Linked DNA regions of Sus scrofa: region 1 is linked to region 2. The links are chromatin contacts, called in public Hi-C maps. All regions are on one chromosome and are shown on one strand. The core of a region is the stretch at or near the end of the contact, and the rest is flanking DNA. Distances in the headings are between cores, read along the strand shown.

Region 1 (5,982 bases), core at 575-3,074, 36 kb before region 2:
AAACAAAAGCTAATCTCCTAGTACCTCATTTCTATCAGAGCTGTACCTCCAACAGCCTATCCCAACTCTATTTGCAGACTAAATCCTACCTGCTACCACACCTCCTTCTTGCCCACAGGCCTCCAAAGGAATAATTACACCACAGGATTAAGCCGAACAGCAAGCAGCGAGGCACAATTTTGAGAACCCTTTCAATTCTAAAGAAACTATACAGCTGACACATTAAGATCATAATTGGAGATAGAGATAACCCCTCAGAGCACTAGTCTATAAGTACTCTATCCTGACTACATGTCAGTGATTAGACAGTGGAGAAGTGATAGTTCTCAAATCCAGAAGATGGCTATAAGTCTGTAACAGATTCATTAAATTTGCTGAGAGCTCAGATAGTAAATATTTTAGGCTTCACGGGCCATATATCTATTGCAACTACTCAACTCTGCCATTGTACACAAAAACCACCAAAGACAGTATGTGAACAAACAGGCATGGCTGTGTTCTAAAAAAAAAAACTTCAGTAACAAAACTACAGATAAGCAGTGTTTAGCAACACAGATCTAGATAGTCATAATTATTTGGTTTGGGTCAATTCTCTCTCTCTCTCTTTTTTTTTTTTTTTTTTTTTTTTTGGTCTTTTTAGGGCTGCACCTACAGCATACAGAAATTCCTGGGCTAGGGGTCGAATCAGAGCTGTAGCCACTGGCCTACATCACAGCCACAGCAACACAGGATCCGAGCTGCATCTGCAACCTACACCATAGCTAACGGCAACACCAAATCCTTAACCCACTGATCAAGGCCAGGGATCAAACCTGAATCATCATGAATACTAGTTGGGTTCTTAACCCCCGGAGCCACAAAGGGAACTCCTGGTTTGGGTCAATTCTAATAACACACTGGATGCAACATTTTATCTTCATGTTTAAAACAAAAATATATACCTACATATGATCATAATAATGGAAAGCCTGGAAAGAAACTGTAAAATAAAATGTAAATAGTAGTTGGAATGGCAGAACAGTGGGTAATTGGTCATAGGGTATGACCATAAAAAAGTTTTAAAAATTGTAGAAGTTACAAAATGCAAAATAAAATGGAGTAAGTGAATTAAGCAACAAGTAATTTAAGCTTAAAGTAACGGCTATAAAGAAAATAAATAAGGTACCACCCATGTTAGTGAGAATATGAAGGGAGTTGAGAGAAAAAGAAAAAAAATCTCCAAAGAGGTGACATATATGCTGAGATCTGAAAGACAGTGAAGTCAGTCAAGAAAAGAGCTGATGAAAGAGCATTTACTCAGGGCTCACAGCAAGCAAAGGCATTGATGAGAATGAAAGAAACTGACTAGTGTTCTGGGAAAAGGAGATAACTAAAACCTAAGTAATGAGGATACACTTTTAGTAGGACAAAAAAGAAGAGAATTCTCATTGCAAAGAGATGAGATGTCTCTAAACAAGGCAGGACCAGCCAGGGACAGCGGAAAGGACAAGGAACATTCAGGATGGTTTGGGAACTCTGGGCCCTCACGATGGTATCTAAATTTACCAAGGGTCCCCATTCCAATTTTCATCATCTCCCTCTTTCCCAATCACTGTACTTCCACACAAGAGACCTTTTGATTTCGAGCTCCCTGGCCCTGTGATCCTTGAATCAAGAATCTCTAAGATTGTCATTTTCTTTCTTTGTATTCTCTAGCATGTCAGAGAATAACCAGTCCACCCACACTTCTTACACTCCCCCTTTTCCTCAGAAAGGTCTTGTGCAATAGCTGCTTAGTCCACCAAAGTGCTGCCTCCAACTAGCCCTTTCTTTTACATAATCACAAATTAAACAAGTTATCTGCTGACCTGAAGCTTTGTTAATCTGAAAAACTTCCTGGGGTAAGCCACTGGCATTTGAGGGTCAATTTGTAACTACAACAGAGGGCAGCAGATACTACTAAAAAAGAGGTCTATAAAAAAATGTTTCCCTATTGTGGTAACTTAAAAACACTAAGTCAAATTTACTGCCCATGTAAAATATTTAAAGGATAACTCTGCTATTCATGGAGTATCTCTACAGATGATTTATGTACAAACATCTAGAGATGTGAAAACAAAAGAAGTTCTCGATAAGAATATTTGACTTACAGTGTGAGCACATTTCCAAAGGATAACTCGCCTCATTTCCCTGGAGGAGAAAAAAAAAATTAGTCACAAAATTGGCACAAGTGTCTTTAAAAGATTCAATTTAAATATCGTCAGTCACAAAACACTGGGAAATAAGCCATAAATGAGTATGTCTAGGTCTGCAAATATTTTTTGATAAGAAAAAATTATACAATATGCTAAAAAGCTTTTGAATCAAAAAGGCCGGAGTTGGGGCTCTGTCATTTAAGATTTATTCAAATGATTAAAATTTAAATATTTTTAATACCCTAAACATACTATATATCAAATTTTAATGCACTAGAGACTGTCAATGCTCTAATTTATCTTGCTGGGCAAACTCATTTTTGGATATAAAGCTTCTCTTGCCATTTCTACTTAACTGAATAGTTTCCTGAGAATGCAAAGTTGTTAAGAAAACAAAAATGTTACCATTTATACCTGCATTGAAACAGAATATTCTATATGCTATGTAACTAAAATAAGAACATAGATGCAATGTAAGATAGCCACTTTGACTCCAGATTTTTCTTTTCTTGAGAAGTCTTATTGATAAACTCCAAGTTAATACAATTTGCCTGGACTGCTAAACTCCCCCCCCCCAAAAAAAATTATTTTAGGGAAAAAATGCTGTAGGAAAGCTACAGACCTGACCCAATGCCTATGTTTAACAACTCTTGATGACTGGATCCAGGGAGGTGGTCAAGTAAGCTGGTTTCCATACCATTTGATTAGTAATGGAACCAGGAGTAGTTCTAAACCTAAAGCTGTACAAATTCCAAGTATAAAAGACTCACAGGACATAAAAATCATGAAGATCTTGTTAAAAGTCTACAGAATTTAAAGTAATATAAATTGAATTTTTAAAATTCAGCAATAAAATTAAGTATACCATGCATCCTATATTCCATCTAATTTTGACCCTGTCTAGCAGTAAATGCACAACAGAATATACAATTAAATATCCGAATATACTTATATATCCTAAGAAGTTATTAAATACAGCCTGAAATATGAAATACCATTTTAGTATGGCTGGATAGCTTTTTTTTTTTTTTTTTTTTTTTTTTGTCTTTTGTCTTTTTTGTTGTTGTTGTTGTTGTTATTGTTGCTATTTCTTGGGCCGCTCCCGCGGCATATGGAGGTTCCCAGGCTAGGAGCTGAATCGGAGCTGTAGCCACCGGCCTACGCCAGAGCCACAACAACGCGGGATCCGAGCCGCGTCTGCAACCTACACCACAGCTCACGGCAACGCCGGATCGTTAACCCACTGAGCAAGGGCAGGGACCGAACCCGCAACCTCATGGTTCCTAGTCGGATTCGTTAACCACTGCGCCACGACGGGAACTCCCTGGATAGCTTTTAAACTCCAAAAAGTATTTCTTATTCTGAGTAAACTTAAAGTCTAAGAAATGGTTATTAGAAATTAGCATCTTCAATTATTATCTTGCTGGCAATAATTAGTCTTTTCCTTGAACATTATACCAGATAATCTTCTAGAACTAGTTAGCCTAATTTTACATCACTTTAAATATCAAATATGTTTTAAAGATAGAAGTATCAAACATTAATAAAATGACATTATTAAAGAACAGAGATTAAGTTGCACTTAGATTACACCTCATTTTATTGACCTTGAGATTACTAACATGATTCCTACCTATTACTGTTTCACAGATTTTTCCTGTCCAAATTTCTAAAATACCCTTTAAAAAAACATCATTCCACTCTACCTTACAACTAAGTATGCTTCTTATGAGGCTCTCAAAAAAGTTTAATGACACCTTAGACTGCCATTGTGAGGTTTTGTTTTGTTTCTAAATAATATTGTAATCGTTTTTCATAAGTGAGGTCAAAAGGGTTATGGGGTGGTTTCAGGGAGTACTTTGAGACACAAGGACCAACCTGGCTAGGGCTTCTCAGTGCTTCTCCAACAATGATGCCTTCTCTCTCTCCTAAACTTACTTCAACCTCAACCTGTCTAATCTTATGCCCAGAAAATATATCTTTTAAATATTAAGGTAAAATTTTTTTCCAGATAACCAAAAACTTAAAAAAAAAAAAAAGGCTCTAATACACATGGCACAATAAGAAATGTCAGAAGAAAATTATTTAGGGAGACTAAAAATGATACTAGATGGAAATCTGGATCTAGAGAAAGGAATGAAGATGACCAGAAATGGTAAATAAATATAAAAGACATATTTCTCATTTTTAAGTGTCTCTGGAATACAAATAACACAAATATAACAATATGCTGTGGGATATATAATGTATAGAAAAAAGTGTATGACAAAAACAGCACAAATGTTACAGAAAAATTTGATATATGTTGTCAAGATCTTAAACCATGAGGGAAAGACCATTATTGGAAAAGTAGAGCATTATGTTGAGGATGCAAATTGTAAACCCTAGAGCAATACCTTCTAATTAAGAAAATAAATAAAATGGAATCATAAAAATACCCAATCCAAAGAAAGGTAGATAAATAGGAAGGAACAAAAGTCAAATCAGAAAAAAATAGGAAGTAACTCATAGCAAAATGGTACATTTAAATCCAAACATTTTAAAAAATATGTTATGTTCATTGTAAGTGGTCTAATAACTAATTAAAAGACAGAACGATATGCTATCTACATACAAGAAGCCTATTTTATAGATAGGTTGAAACTTAAAAGACGGAAAAAGATACATCACACAAATAATAATAATCAAAAGAAAGATTCAGTGGCTAGCAAAACTGGACAATGCAGAATTCAGAACAAAGAATACTGCCAGGGATAAAGAGGACTATTTCATAATTTCGTTTACTTTAAAAATTTTAAATTATAGTTGATTTACAATGTTGTGCCAATTTCTGCTGCAGAGCAAGGTGACTCAGTTATACATATATATGCCCATTCTAAAAATACAAGAGTTTGCATCTACTAACCTCAATACTGCATAATTTTAAAAAGGTCAATTCCTTACAAAGATACAATAATCCTAAATATATTGTGATACATTATAAGAAACATATTTGGTCCTCATCCATTTCTAGCACAAGAGCTCTTTACATCTTAAGTGAAGAAGACTACAAAGATCTCTTTTGTTGTATTAATGAAGTGTCTATGGGAAAGGACCTAAAGGTAGGGGCTGGCTGCCAGGGGAATCAATCATGAGATGAGAAGCTGAAACTTCCAGTTCAACCTCTGGGGAAGAAGAGCCGTTGCGAGTTGAACCATTCACTAATGGCCAATGATTTAATCTGAGCTGAGATTGAGTTCAGCCACCACTTGAGTGATTTAATCAATCACACTTATGTAATGGTGAAGTCTCCAGAAAAAGAAAAAAAAAAAAGGATGGGTTGGAGAATTTCTGGTTGATGAGTAGGGAGAGTGAAGCACCTGGAGAGAGTATGGTAGCTCCACACCCCTTCCCTGTACTTTACCCTGTGAGTGTCTTCCATCTGGCTGTTTCTGAGCTGCTCCTCTTACAATAAGCCAGTGAGCCAGTAAGTGAATTGCTTCTCTGAGTTCTGAGAGTCCACCTAGCAAATTAACCAAACTCAAAGAGTGGGTCGTTGGAACCTCCAGTCTATGACTGCAGCTGGTCAGACCCTCAGGTAACAATCTGGATTTGCAATGGCATCCAAAGGAGGCGGGAAGAGAGGACAGTCTTTTAGGATTTAACCTGTGGAATCTGATGCCATCTCTAGATACACAGTGTTAGAATGGAATTGAATCACAGGACACCCAGCTGGTATCTGAGAATTCTGTGGATGTGCTGGGAAAAAACACATTGTAACTGGATCTCAGAACCCTTTTATATATACGGTTGTCCCTTAGGATTCACA
Region 2 (5,793 bases), core at 2,497-4,996:
AGCCGTTAAGTCAGGTTGCTTGCATTTTTTTTAAAGTAGACTTTCTTGGTCACAGAATCCAGACTAAAATATGCTGTGTACAACTCCAACTGCAGTTATCATAGACAGCAAATATGCGTTTCAGGTTCTATTTACAGATGGTAGACATAATTTAAATGAAAAGTTTAAAAATTTAAAACATAAAAGGTCTCATAAAATTTAAGGTTGTCCTAAGAAGCAAAATATAAAGAATATTTACACAGTATGTTCATTCACACATAGATCCAGAACAAAATGTGCACTACCTACTCCAACAAAAACAGACACTAAAAACCAGATCATATTTCTAAATTATACTAAGAATGTAGCAAAAACTGTATCTGATAAATGAAAAGTTAACTTTCTAAAAACGCTTCTATAAAATCTACTCCTTCAAAAATTACTCAGAGACTGTTTTCAATCATGGGGACCTAATCAAACATTCTATTTAATTATTCTTTATCTACCTCTGCATGTAATATTGAAGTTCTCTATCTAAAATTATATATGCCCTAGGTAGAGAAAAAACTGTAATATTCAGTTATTTCAATAAATAAACATTATGGAGTTCCCTGGTGACTCAGTGAGTTAAGGATTCAGCACTGTCACTGACGTGTCACAGATTCAATCCCTGGCCCCAGAACTTCCCCATGCCATAGGTGCAGCCAAAAAGATATTAATAATAAATTCATTTATTTAATTAATCATAGACAACTGTTAATGGTTCAAGGAAAATTCTGAGGAGCGCAGTACTCACATTTTTGTACATGTGCATAATTTTCAACCCACTGCTCAACAATTTAAGACAAATTGAGATGGAGGAAAAGACATAACTCTCAGGAAAAAAGTAGGCTACCTTTAACATAGCACCTAAAACTAATAACCATCAAAAAAGATTCTTGATACATTCAATTCAATCTACAAAACTTTTTACTTTCCCCTTACTTGAACAAATCAATGAAATTTATAAATTAACACGTAAATTAAGTCTGTTGATAAAAATGCAAATTGCCCATGATATTCAGTAAGAGCTACAAAGATTTTCCAAAAGGAGTCAGTTTTCAGAACCATATACTCAATTAACAAGAAAAATGGATTAGATCACTCTAAAGTCCAATTTGAGTTCATCAATATTCCATATGGCAGAGCTGAGCTAGTTTTGATACTTTCAAACCAGTGCTATATTCAGCAGACCAACATACTGCTAAAAGTTGAGACGCCACTGCCATGACAAATTATGTCCTGAAATGGTATTGAGAGGACAGCAGAAAAAGAGCCAAGAGTGAATCAGAAAATAAATACTAAAAAGGAAACTGGAAAGACAGAGGGAAATACTGACCTGGAAGAAAACAATATCTTACGGTAATTTTAAAATATTTTTGAAAGAAAAGGAAATACTGAGTACCAGGAAGATAAATTTAAGAGCTAACTAAAAGAGGATTTCCCAAATTCAGCCTATTGTTCAAAAAGGGGAGAGAGAAGGGGCTGGGAGGATGCAACACGGCAGGAAAAACCACCTGGAAACCTTATCATTCTGCTATATACTAAATAAACAGCAAGACTAGATCACTGTTCCTCAAAATGTATTGTTTATTAACACAGGTAAAAACATTTCACTGCAACGACAAAGATCGTCAACATCCTGACCTTCAGGTAAAGGAACTTGTATTAAAGCACTAAAGTGCAATTCAAAACTCCAAAAGATTATGACCTCCCCAAATGAAAGTCTGTACTATGAATGGCTCTAATCTAACTTGTTTTCTGCAACACTTTGGAAAAACCTAAGTTTTGACTTTGAAGGCACAATTGTCTCTGAGGTACCTCCCAAGTTGGCAGGGAAAAACTTCTGTATCTCGAAATCACTAAACATTTATTAAGTCTGCTCCTAATGTGGATTTTTAAGTACACCCATCAGTGCGCTTCAATCATCTGCCCTGTGTTTCACATAAAAGCCAGCTTAACTAATTTCACTTTTTTTTCTCCTCACAATCGCACCAAACTGCTCTTAAGCTGCAAGCAACAGAATTTCTCCTTTCGCTCACCCACCACGCTATCCTGACATAAACTCTACACAAGGTGAAACACCATACAGTGAAAGGTACAAGAAATTACTCAACGTCAACGAATCCGTCGTAAAATCTTTGGTCAACTGTGTAAAAAGCTTTAAAAAAAAAAAAAACTAAATTACATGCCCGGCTATCTGACATGTATGAAAAAAGCCCTGCAAACTTTTTCTACTGTGCATGCAATTCTTGATTACAAAGAGGAAACTCCACCGGCTAGCCCGGGCGAGAGAACCGGTAAGGTAACAGGCTAAAAGGGCGTCGTTGATTTCTTGGCTACAGTGACAGAGGCGGGAGACAGACACACCCCTAGCGTCGGGCTGAAACACTACAGCAGTGAATTCTACCTAGGGATTAAAGTGAGCGTAGGGAAAGACAAATTTAAATCGCCATGATTCAAAAACAACCAGCACAGGAGAGACTTTCGAAGGTAACAAAGAAAACGAAAAACCCTGGGCAGTAAGTAAGCATTAATAAAAAACCAAGTCTCCCCGTTTGTAAAAAGCCGAGTTAGACTCTTTTCCTGAATCTACACCTTGGACCTTTCCGGTTCGCCGCTGCAGAGAGAAGAGCAGCAGCGAAAAACAAACAAACCCACCCCGTAAGATTGCAAAAGGCAGTGAAATAAACACTAGCGGGAGAGAGGGAAGTAAGTGGCAGGATTCCTGCCAAGACTCACTGCTTGAAAATAGAGTGAGTGGGAGAAAGAGCAGCTCTGGAGAGAAAGTGGGTCTTATATAAAGAGCCATTTGCCACATATGATTTCCACAGGATTTCGGAATCTCCCCGAACTTGAGAGTGAGTCTGGGGGTGAAGGGGGCTCCACGTGGAGGAGGGTCCCGAGACAAGAAAAGCCGGCCGACCAGAGGACAGCCCCGGGCGGGTGGCCGGGGGAGCGGGGGTCGAGGCCCAGGCGGAATCCCGGGGGCGCCGGGGGAGGGGGTGGAGGGGCGCCCCGCGGAGGCCCGGGGGCGGGCGCGGGAGCCCCGCGGTGCTGTCAATCCGCTGCCCGCCGCCCCCGAGCCGCGAGGGTTCTCACGGGTCTCTCGAATTTTCCACCGGGGGAAGCCGCCCGGGGGTGTCCGAGCTCTCCCCGCCCCCGCCCCTGGAAGCGGCGAGTGGGGAGAGATGGTGCGTGGGGAAACAGAGGGCTCACCATTTTGCTGGGCGGTCGGCGGCTCGCTCGCGCGGAGAAGAGTGTCGGCGTTCAGACGGGCTCCCGCAGGAAGCGGCAGCGGCGGCGGCCCAGCTACGCTCGGCCGGGGTGGCTGCGGCCCGCGGGACGCCCGCGGGGGAGGGGGTGCGGGCTGGGGGAGGGGAGGCGGCGCCGCGGGGACCGCGCCGGCCGGGTGACTGGGCACGAGGGAGCGGGCGGGGAGAAGAGAAATTGAGGTCGAGATTCAGAGACGGAGAGCGCGGGAGGAGAGACGGCGAGAAGGGGGAGAGACAGGCGAGGAGACGGGGGGAGTATGGGCCAGGCGGCTTGGGGGCTGCAGCCTCGCGCTCGCGCCGGAGCCGTGACGGACTCACTGCAGTGGCTTGTGCTGACCCGCAACCTCAAGGCACGAAAAAGGGGGAGGGCGGGAGAGGGAGGGGAAAGCGGAGCGCAGCAGCGCGCGGGGCGAAGGGCGGGGGCGCGCGTGGAGCCGGCGGCGGGGGCGGGGCTTCCGCGAGCGCCGCACATCCGGGAACTCGCGCGCCGGCTCGGCGGCGGCCGCCGCGGCGCTCTGGCGAGCTCTGGTTGGGGAGCGCAGAGCGCGCCGACCACGTTCTTCCCTCCGCCGGCCGCCCCCAGCGTGCGGGGCGGGGGAAGCGCGGGGGCGGGGGCGCGGACGTCGGTGACGTCGCGTGGCGGAGCCCTTCCTGTCATGTGGCTGGAGGCGGGCGCGGAGCACTGGGGGGAGGGGGAAGGGGGGTGAAGGCTGGCCTGGGCGGGGAAGGAGGAAATGCGAGGGGTGCGCGAGCACTAGGCGGAGGGGGACTTGGACTCAGGGGTGGGAGCTTCGAGGGGAAGAGGAACAGTTAGATATGCAGCCTTAAGGTGTCGGAACCACCCAGACTCTGCGCGCGCACACACACAGAAACACACACACAAGGAAAATCCCAGCCCTGGGGCAAGAAGGAATCAATTTGCGCTTGAGGACAGGTATCTTTGCATCACTGTGACGGCTTGGACCCCCTACAGAATGTATGGCACATCTAGGCTGTTGTCACCCGGGTGCAGCAGCCGCAGGCCCACACTCCAGTGTGGGTTGGCAGTCGGGAGCCGGGTTGGAGAGCCAGAGTTGGCTGCAGCTTAAGGCGCAGGAAGTCACTGCACAACCGACTAGAGGGGTTGCCTTCCACTACCGCAAAGCCTTTCTCACCCAGCTCGATATTTTCCTTAAACCCTTCAAGCTACCATTTGACGCGGAACAGCAGTGTTTGTTTTTGAAAAACGTTAGAAGACAGAATGCCCACTTGTCCCTTTAGCGGGGCTGTATCCACTTTGGTGGCAATTACCATTCCCGGAAAATTCAGACTACCAGTAGGAAATGGAGTCCAGAAAAGCATAAGGAGGAAAGTTATGTTCAGAAGGGAGGCGGGAGCTGCCAGGAGAAGCGTGGTATAGATAATGAAGAAAACATTTGTAACAGTTTTAACCTCTTCAGAGCTTGGTAATCATGTGTGTGTGTGTGTGTGTGTGTGTGTGTGTGTGTGTGTGTGTGTGTGTGTGTGCGCGCGCGCGCGCGAGAAATAGCAAGAGATGTTTACTGAGTGGTCAGAAACTCCTTATGGACAAACTATTTTGGGTAATTTTATAAAACCACTGTTTTTAAAGGCAGTCTGTTAAAGCTCCTTATGTGAGAGTTCTGTTTTTCCACGCTAACCTTTTTTCTATATGATAAACACTCATCTTTTCTAATAGCTCAGTGATGTGCCCTAGGTCTCCCTGCAACCCCCCTTTTCTTTAAGAACTACCTTGCTTCCGTGTCAGGATAATTAAGGAAAAGTAACTTAGACTGATAAGCTGTATCAAGGAAAGGCCAAGAATTGACCCTGTTTCTTCCACCTTTTATTCTAAGAGCTATGTTGCTATTTAGATGACAAAATGTATTCCAAAACAGGGAAATCCCTAAGGCAAATTGTCGTTTACATTTTTTTTAGGTGTATTATTTTTTCATTAGCTTTTCATCATAAAATAAGGCAGGCTTGTTTTTTTTTTAAGTACAATATTAAAAAAATTCCTCCTCCTCAACTCCATTTCTCAGAGATAATCACTGTAGCTGCATTTGTGTGTGTGTGTGTCCCTTGGACATATTTAGTGAAAATCAAATTATCATTTTGACTGAGGATTGAATACTAAGAAGGAATTTGAGCTATATGGATGCAGTAGGCTGAGTAACCCGTAATTTTGTCATGGTTTCAGCCAGTTCAGATTATAATTATTCAACAGATATCTGTTGTGAACCTAAATCAGAAATTCAAGAGCAGAGCACTGTGAAAGATTGCTTAACCTCTGTGACTGATAAAAGCAAGAGACACAAGGTCATTCTGCAAGTCTACCAGAGTTCACCACTTATATTCTCCAGGCTTTGTGTACACTGCATAAAATACAGACAGGTAGCAGGTTGCATGTCTGACACTGAAACAAATTAGTCTCTTTTGAATCATTGAGAGAGGTAAATCCAAAATGCATCTTTAATAATTACAAAAGTGAAAAGGCAAAGGA

What was found. A called contact is a pair of places that touch in the nucleus more often than the background predicts.
Region 1: a Hi-C map of liver shows a contact between it and region 2, with 1.7 times the contacts expected there. The contact joins the enhancer-like site here to the promoter of PPP3R1 in region 2. A contact is called at or near these places in 1 of 5 promoter capture datasets (liver), 11 of 47 Hi-C or Micro-C datasets (embryonic fibroblasts, epiblast stem cells, heart right ventricle and 6 more) and 2 of 2 datasets of contacts at active chromatin or transcription factors (alveolar macrophages and skeletal muscle).

The regions. Positions count from the first base shown.
Region 1 is chr3:74,036,558-74,042,539 of Sscrofa11.1, reverse strand. PPP3R1 (calcineurin subunit B type 1) reads right to left here. Exons shown (of 6, transcript XM_021087426.1): 2 at 2,130-2,169. Among named protein-coding and RNA genes, the nearest start is that of PPP3R1, 35 kb to the right of the region's middle. Within about 2 kb of position 1,824, at least 3 of the 83 cell types and tissues checked have an H3K27ac peak or open chromatin away from gene starts, as enhancers often do. A contact at or near this core is called in liver, where this site is marked.
Region 2 is chr3:74,002,573-74,008,365 of Sscrofa11.1, reverse strand. It overlaps PPP3R1 (calcineurin subunit B type 1), which reads right to left and starts at 3,746. Exons shown (of 6, transcript XM_021087426.1): 1 at 3,238-3,746. The coding sequence starts at 3,240.